Regions from separate parts of the Rattus norvegicus genome. Here region 1 is linked to region 2. A link is a contact called in public Hi-C data. All regions are on one chromosome and are shown on one strand. Each heading gives the region's core, a stretch centred on a gene start, on an enhancer-like site or on the middle of the called end of the contact. The rest is flanking DNA. Distances are from core to core; before and after follow the strand shown. Region 1 holds the start of Wdr59 (WD repeat domain 59). Region 2 overlaps Wdr59 (WD repeat domain 59).

What was found. Hi-C and Micro-C count contacts between places; a contact is called where the count stands out from the background.
Region 1: a Hi-C map of Schwann cells shows a contact between it and region 2, with 2.4 times the contacts expected there. The contact joins the promoter of Wdr59 here to the enhancer-like site in region 2. A contact is called at or near these places in 2 of 12 Hi-C or Micro-C datasets (Schwann cells and mammary epithelial cells).

The regions. Positions count from the first base shown.
Region 1 is chr19:56,390,796-56,395,260 of GRCr8, reverse strand. Wdr59 (WD repeat domain 59) reads left to right here and starts at 2,126. Exons shown (of 27, transcript XM_063278659.1): 1 at 2,126-2,368. The coding sequence starts at 2,315. It overlaps LOC120098630 (a long non-coding RNA gene), which reads right to left and starts at 2,375. Exons shown (of 2, transcript XR_005497030.1): 1 at 2,245-2,375; 2 at 1,828-2,118.
Region 2 is chr19:56,337,002-56,341,467 of GRCr8, reverse strand. It overlaps Wdr59 (WD repeat domain 59), which reads left to right. Exons shown (of 27, transcript XM_063278659.1): 20 at 778-911; 21 at 1,584-1,665. Among named protein-coding and RNA genes, the nearest start is that of Wdr59, 54 kb to the left of the region's middle. Within about 2 kb of position 3,022, at least 16 of the 93 cell types and tissues checked have an H3K27ac peak or open chromatin away from gene starts, as enhancers often do. A contact at or near this core is called in Schwann cells, where this site is marked.

The sequences.
Region 1 (4,465 bases), core at 877-3,376, 55 kb before region 2:
GGACTGTAATAGTTTTGCTCGTTTGTTTTGTTTTTCAAGGCATGGCTTCTTGGTATAGCCCAGGCTGTCCTAGAACTTCACTTTGTAGCCCAGGCTGGCCTCAAACTCAGAGATCTGCCTACCTCTGTCTCCCTAGGATTAAAGGCTGCACTACTACTACTTGGCTGTTACTGTTCTTTTTAAAGAGTTTCAATTTGTGAGAAAAAACCGATAGGAGGATAGGAGAGAAAGCATTCAGGAAAATGACTGATGATTCTATGTTCCTAGATGTACAGGATTACCCAGGGATGGAGAGATGGCTCATCAAATACTGCTCTTGCAGAGGACCTGAGTTCAATTCCCAGCATTCATACCAAGCAGATCACCAGTACCTGTAACTCCAGTCCTTGGGTATCTGATGTCCTCTTTTGGCCTTCTTGGGTAACTGCACTCATTTGCACATCCTCATCCCCACCCCCACCCCCACCCATACCCTCCTTCCTACACACACGCGCGCACACACACACACACACACACACACACACACACACACTTAAAAATTAAATAGCCAAAACAAATCTTTTAAAACAGAGTCACATAAAAGTACTTGAATCGTCTGGAGGTTACTACTTTCGGTTGCACAGAGTACCCCTCTGACTTACAAAGGTCTGCGGGACCATCTGCTGCTCTCATTCACCCAGGGCAAACATGCATGGAGCAGCCTGTATATGCAGTAACAAGCAGATTTCAACAAAACAGTCCAGGGACCCGTCTGAAGCTTGGAAATAATAAATAATTATTGAATTAATGAATCCAGAAAGAATCCAACTGGGACACACTCACTCTTTACATTGAGAGTCTGCTCCCCGTGATTTCAAAGCAAATGTTCTTATCCAGTAAGCCATCTCCCTCTAAGCCTGCAATAGTTTTTGTTTGTTTTGTTTCATTTTCAAGACATGGTTTCTCTGTGTAGCCCAGGCTGTCCTGTTCCATTTTTTGGTACCGAGGTGTTTTCTGGGATGCAAGATTTTTTTTTTTTTTTTTTTTTTTTTGCTGGTTATAGTGGTAAAACCTGGACTGTTCCAGGCAGGTGACAGTGAGATGACAGTCACCCTATCCTACAGACAAGTTTGTCTGACCTTTCTAACAAGCATCTCAGGGGCAAAGGAGCCAATACCTTCTCTCCGCTCATGCAACGATTTGCAGAGAGGAATACCAATAATAGTTTATACTTGAGCCTTTACAACGTGCCGGGCCTTACAACAGCTAAATAAGACAGTACATTTCTACTTCAGGAGAGAATGTGATGCTAAACCAGGTAACCCGGGATTTCAAAAGATAGGATTGAAGCGAAGCCAACTGTTACCTACTATGCTGAACCTTCCTGATATTTTTTATTTCATCCTCAAAAATTATCTAAGACTCCAAAAACTGTTTGTGTGGATAAAGGTATTGACAGTATTAGAAATTAAAGCCATGAATAAAAAAAAATATGGTTAAATGGTAAGTATCATTAACATCTTCAGTGAAAAAAATAAGTTTCCAAAACCAAACGATGTTATCAAAAAGAGTGGCAAGTCGTTTAATATTCAGTCTAAACAACCTCTCTGAGTACATTCCCTATGTACCACACAGCCTCGGGAGAACTGTACAGCACACTGGTGAGAGAAAATGAAAGTAACGTGTTAATATGATTATGAAATTGTTTTACCTTTAGGGACTTGCCCCCCCCCCCCCCCGTCCCCTCTCCCCAAGTGTTGCGGAGAACCTCGGAGCTTCGATATGTAAGAGGCATGGCTGTACAACATGAAACAATGAATTGTGAACTCAAATTTTTCAAAGCCTTGATGAGAGGTATCAGAAGAAGTTATTTTACTTTGGTACGGATGTCGGTCCTGTTTATACGCTGTATGTAGTAGAATACGGGGGATACCATCCAACTACCAGCAAGACAGGACCGCCGGCGGCGTCTGCTCTCTAAACTCAGGCTCTTACTGGGTAACTGACGCTGACCTGACATTTGACTACAATTCCCGGCAGAGCTCACGGCAGGGGGCGTGTCAGCAGTGGGGTGCCCGGGTGACTCGTACTGATGACGAAATGAAGGGGCGTTCCTGTTTTTGGAGGCAGGTCTGGTCCCTGGTTGGGGGAGAAAACAGAAGAGGCGGGATCTATCATCGGAGTAGCCAATGCGTTGCGGTCAAGTGAAAGGCAGGGAACGAGGCGTGGCCGGATTTATTAGCTGGCTGTGTGGGGCTTACTAACCTAGGGAGTCTCGGGTCTTGGGGTCGGGGTGGAGGGTCGCCGACTGGCACCCCACGGTCGGGCTTGTGAGATGGCAGCGCGCTGGAGCAGCGAGAACGTGGTGGTGGAGTTTCGGGACTCTCAGGTGAGCTGTGCGTAAATGGAGCCGTCTGAGCATGCGCTTTCCGTGGTTTACACCCCCAAGACCCCCCACCCCGCCTTTTCATCCATCCCTTTGCTCAAGGTGGGGAGATGGACATGGTGCTCACCCGGAGCTGTCAGAGCCAGGATAGCCTAGGGAAGCTTTGATTACTAATCAGGACAGTTAGGGCAGGCATGTATGGCCTTTAGGGTTTCACAAGTGCTCATGGTCTTGGAACACCGAAATACCGATAGTAAATGCTGAAGGGATTCTTCCCTTGTACAAGGTAATGAGCTGGGGGAGGTGTCCACTCCCTGAGGTAGTCGACTGCTCTTGGTGACTTCAGGAAAGTTGCAGAACTTCTCTGAACCTCAGTTACTTGAACCAATCTCGCCTACCATTTGTGGGTTGAATTTGCGAAATACTGTTTTGCAGAGCATCTGTTCCAACCTACTAAGTGATTGCTAAAGGAGACAAAATACATGTATTGCTTGGATTGGACACCCCTGTGGCCCATCCCTGACGTCACGCTTTACACATCAGTTTTCTTACCTGTAGAAGGGAGATTATTATACTTACAGGTCTGGCGTGAGGTCACATGATTAAGACGTGTGTCGCACGGCAAGCTTCAAAAATTGTTAACATTGGGGGCCCACAAGGTGACTGGCAAGGTCACTGCTGCCTAGGCTGCCAACCTGAGTTCAATCTCCAGAACCCGCAAGCCAGGAAGAATAGCTCCCATACATCATCCTCTTTCCTCCGTCCACAGGCTGTGGCACATGTACGCACAGTAAATAAATGAACAATAAAAAAATGAAAATGATATCTTTTTTAAAATGTTAGCATTGAGCTCTTGAAGCGTTTCAGTTATTGGCCGATTGGCCTGTCAGCTTTAGTCCCACCCCAGGACCCATGTGGCAGAAGGACAGAGCCAGCTTCCACAAGTTGTTCTTTGACCTCCACACATACTGTATGGAGGTCACACACTCACACACACACACACACACACACACACACACACACACTAAATAAAAAAACTAAAAATTAAAAGAAGTTTGTATTGACTGAATAGTTTAATTATTTTTTCCTTTCTTTAAGTTAAAATAAAACATTATAGTGAGTGATGTGTGTGGGTGCGTAGGGATCAGAGGACAACACTGGGGAGTCTATACTCTTCTACTGTGGGACCTAAGCTTAGGTCAACAGCCATTATCTTGCAACTTTACACTGTGGGTCGTCTTGAAGGTATCCATTTAAAATTTTAGGTGTATGGTTGTTTTGGCTGTTTATATGGAAATCATTTGCATGTCTAGTGACTGCTGAGGCCAGAATCTCCTGGATCTAGAGATACAAACAGTGGTTAGCCTCCATGTGGATGCTGGAAATCTAGCCTGTGTGCTCTGGAAGAGGGCCGTCTCTCCAGCCAGTAATCCCTTCGCACCCCACACTTTCTTTTTTGAGACAGGGTCTCATATGTAGCTCTGGCTCTCTTGGAAGTCATTATGCAGACCAGGCAGGCCTCAGACTCAGAGAGATCCTCCTGCCTCTGTCTTCCGAGACTAGGGGTTAGAGGCATGCACTAGGACTCTTTTTTTTTTTTTTTTCTTTTTTTCCGGAGCTGGGGACTGAACCCAGGGCCTTGTGCTTGCTAGGCAAGCGCTCTACCCCTTGGACTAAATCCCCAACCCCACTAGGACTCTTTTGAGACAGGATTCCATGTACCCAAGGTTAACTTTGAGCCTGGCGTGTAGCTAAGGAGACCTTGAACTTTTGGTCCTCTTGCCTGTTCCTCCTGAGCACTGAGGTCATAGGTGTGCACCACCACACACAGTTTTGAGCAGTGCCTTAGGCTCCATGCATGCTACACTGACTGAGCTGAGCTATATTTTTATCATTTTTCTGTATTGAGTCTTCCATGTGCCAGGCTTCATGCTAGGCAGTGTATCTGTGTTTTCTTTTTCTACTTGATGAAAGAGCCCTGCAGGCTAAGTAGCTATTATTCTTTTCTACCAAAAGAGGAGGCTGATCCCTCATTGGCTGATCTTGAGAGACTTGTCTAGGGCCTACTGTATGTGGCTGGTGGCCACGGGGATTTGTACA
Region 2 (4,466 bases), core at 1,773-4,272:
TGACTTTGGTGACCTCTTTCAACTTTTGGAAATAAAATAGGACATTGCTCCCATGACTGGTTGTCCTTTTGAAGATACCAGATAGGACGACACTGTTACTTTCCGTTTCCCAGGACATTTCTCATTCCTCACAGCCACTTCCCGGGACAGCTCTGGGAGCCGAAACGTGCCCATGGTCTCCCATGTCTTTTACTCAGTTTCCCCAACTAAGTGTCTTTGACCTTCAGAAATGACCGCTTGTAGAAATAATTCAGGCCTGCTCCAAAAACAAGGCAATTCTTATGCTGCCAAGTGTCTCTGTCTTCATACGTTAAAGTTTGCAGAGCCCACACTGTCGTGTCTGAATTAAAATACCAACAAACCCTCCTGAACTGTCTACGAAGAAAAAAAAAAGTCTTTGAATCGTTTCAGGCAAGAACTTTAAACCTAGTACTGAACACCCTAAAGCCCCCCCATCCCATTTGTGGGGGGTCTTTACTAACTTCTTTACCTGCTGTTTTTAAGTTAATTAATTCTGGCTTCCTAGTACCTGCTTTGAATACCTGCCCAGCGTAATGGCCCTCCAGCAGGTGCTCCGTTCCCTGTGAGGGTCTGGGGTCAGGAGCTCTGGGCCTTTGGTTACCTTTTACTTCCTACAGATGCTGATTCATGTAATTGTGGGCATGATGTAATTTAGAGTCTCTGCAAATTACCAATGACCCAAATATGATGTACTCTGCAACTGTAGGTTTCCACTCTCCGGAGGCCCCATTAGTCACATCTTGTCATCTCCCCTAGAAATCAAGGCGGTGGAAAAGTAAGCGGGAGGGCTCCGACTCTGGCAACCGACCCATTAAGGCCGCTGGGAAGGTCATCATCCAGGATGTCTCGTGCCTCCTTCCTGTTCACAAGTCCCTGGGAGAGCTGTACATGTAAGTCCAAGGTCACAGATGACACCGAGCGTGTCCCTTAGGACCTGCGGGTCTTTTTAAAGCTTTGGATGATTTGGGGAAACACGGTGGGTGTGTTAGCTTTCTGTTGGTGACTCACAAATTACCAGACTGTGGCTTCATTTCCTACCTCACTGTCTCTGCAGGTCAGGTACAGGCTCTCACCTGACTGAAAGCATGACCTCGGCCCATAAATGGTCTCCTCCGATGCTCAGGGTCCAGCAAGCCTGGACTTAGACCCTTCTTGTATTGTTAAATCCTTCTCGTATTGAAAGACAGTAGGGAGTGGAGGCTGGCCTGTAGGTCCTCCAGGTCCTTGAACACATAACAGAATACTCCCAGCACAATACTTTTCTGATGGAAATCACAGTTGGTTTGCACATATTTAAATCCCAGACCTTGTGAACTCAACAGAAAGGCTGGTAGCTAATTAGTATTTTTCTTATTGCCACCTCCTGAAAGTGGTGGGTGTTTCTGGTCCCCCAGGGGGGAACCCACAGCCCTATAGCACCAGATCTAATTAACCCTTCCCTCCCTGTCAGAGGAGGTGTCGTGAGTGACAACCAAAGAGGCACTTTCTAGGCTGTTAAATCAGGAGGAATTCTTGGGAAATTCGAGTAGAAACCTTCTTAGTCTTTTCTGTTTTAATTTCAGATTGAATGTGAACGATACTCAGGAGACGTGTCAGAAGAATGCTACTTCTGCCATGCTTGTTGGAAGGAAGGATCTCGTCCAGGTATTATCATTCCCTGTTGGCGAGGTTCTGGCCTTGACAGCTGTCAGTTAGTGATGCTCATAGCGTGTGCCCCCTATTTGAAGTTTCTTTTTTATTTTCTTTGACAGCCTGTAGGACTCAGCAGCCTCCCTCTCCTCCCTCGTCCCCTGTCCCCTGTCCCCTCTCCTCCTCTTCTTCCTCCTCCCCCTCTTCTTCCTCCTCCTCCTTCCCCTCTCTCTCTCTCTCTCTCTCTCTCTCTCTCTCTCTCTCTTCCTCTCTCTCTCTCTTTCTCTCTCTCCTGGAACTTCTTCTGTAGACCAGGCTGGCCTCTAGCTCAGATCTGCCTGCCTCTGCCTCTTGAGTACTGGGATTATAGGGAAGCCCCACCACTGCCACCTGTGGGTAATTTTTTAAAATTGTGGGAAGATCCTGAAGTGGCTTTTTTTTCTTAAACTTTCTATTTCAATGCCACAGTGATTATTGTCACCTAAATTTGAGGATCTGTACCTTTGTCATTTCACCTCAATTACTTTTTGAAACTTTTAAAAAAATATTTCATAAGGTTTACCAGAATGTATTTCAAGGTAGAGATGTTCAGTTCAGGGGGTTGGAGAGATGGAAAGGTGGCTGGAGCGTTGGCTGCTCTGATAGAAGGCCAATTCCCAGCACTCGTGTGGTGTCTCACATCTCTAACTCCAGTTCCAGGGGATCCAACCCCCTCTTCCGTCCTCCTCTGGCACCAGGCATGTGCATGATATTCATACCCGAAGGCAAAACATTCTTGCTTTTAACATAGTAGTAAATATTTAAATAATAATATATGACATTTATAAGATGTCAGTTTCCTTCATCTCTGTGGTTCTCATGGCTTGTTCTCTTTTATTGAGACTCAGTCTGCACATCACGAGTCTGCCCACTTAAAATGTGATACTTAGTGTATCTAGTGTTGTCAGAGCTCTCATTAGAAACTGCTCAAAGTGTTTTTTATCATCCATAGAAGAAACCATTGTCCTTCAGTCGGTTCTTCCCATCAGTCCTGGGCAACCGCCAACTGCTTCCTGTCTTTCTTTCTCTCTGTTCTCTAGTTGATTGCTAGACTGAGCTTTGGAAGTGACTAGCAGGTCTCCCAGCAGCTCACTGCTTTCCCTCATAACTAAATGAATCAACACTAAGGCCTTTTCTTGATTTTCATTTGATTAAAAACATCCCTAAGATTTCCATTCATCTAGTAATGAATATCACATCATCTCTCCCGGAAACCCTTTAAAGAAAAACTCCCTCATGGATTTAATCTATTTCTGTCAGCCCCACCCACCAGACTGAACACTAAGAAGGCAAAATGAGCTAATAGGAACAGCGTGGAATTTACAGTGGAGGCCAAGGCCAGCTCAGAGTCCTAGAAAACACCCCAGGCAAGTTATCTCAGGCCCTCAGCCTTTGAGGGAGTTTATAGTGTGAGAACCAGAAGAATTTCCTCCATGGGGTTGGTGAGATCAGTGAAGGCTGCTCCATAGCCCCAAAGAACAGAACATTCTCTCAGTAGGGAGTTCTCTCCCTCTTCCTTATTCTCTTCTGCACCTCTCTGCGCGCTCGCTCTCTCTCTCTCTCTCTCTCTCTCTCTCTCTCTCTCTCTCTCTTCTTCCTTCTCTCCACTCCCCTGCTTCCTTTTTCTTTTCCCTCTCCCTAGCTCCTCCCCCTCTCCCCCAGTGCTTTTCTGACAGAATTGGTATAGAAAGCTAGACCAGTCTCAGTGATGGGGAGACTCTTGTCTTCAGGCACCCCCTGCTTGACTTCTGGGCCCTAGCACTTTTTCTGTGTGTGATCCCCAGCAAGCTGCTCAGGCTTTCTGAGCCTCAGAGTCCCTGCTATAAAATAAACAGTGCAATACTTCTGACTTCATTAGATAATAAAAGAAGTAAACTTTGTGACTTCTAGCCGTCTGATCACTGGAAATGCCTGCTTTCTGTATTGTATATTTCCACAGCTGTTCAGCGATTGTTGTTCATAACTTGATGTTTAAAGACAGAAATTACCCGAGCGACAATGAGTGCTCCAAGAATTTTATTGTTTTTCTTCCTGCCTTTGATAAAGATATGCTTCCTGTTTTGTGTCCCTCACATTTACCAGAGAAACAAATGCAAGGGCGCCCTTCTGTGGAAACCCTTTAGGAAATGTGCATTATGGAGGGAGACACTAACACAACTCAATCGTCAGCCACGGCAGAACATCTGTCCTGCTGTCTCTCCTTGGAGAGAGACTTGTACGTCGCTTTCAGCATGTTGCCGTCACGCTAGTATTTTACACATCTAATGTTTGCCTTCTGGCATTTGTATTTACTTGCTCATCTCAAATTATAGACTTGATTCAAAGTTCGTGTCTTCTTCCTTTTGGGTTTAGAGTGGTGTATTCCAATGACTGTATTGCTTTTCCTGAGCCAAACAAAACAGAAGAGATTTTCCAAAAGTAATATTCAATTTTCTGAAGGGTCTCAAGGGGTTGGGGCTCTTTCTGATGGGTAGTGAAGGCCTTGGGCTTAATAGACATTTAATGGACATTAGTGTGGTGATTCTAAGCCCCATAAGGTTTGAGGCCTGGGTGACTATCAGACTTCATGTCAACATAAACAAAGCCAAGGTTGTTTAGTTCTTGGCCTGTTCTTTAGCTTCAAGAGGGCCCTAAAACTTTCGTAATGGAGGTGACAGTGTTCTCTAGCCATTGCACAAAGACCAGGTCCTCAGTGGGTTGTGGACTGCTCTGCTCTCTGCCAATCCAGTTCACCAATGAAGCATCAGAAGAGGCCAAGAGTGCCGAAGAGCTGGCCC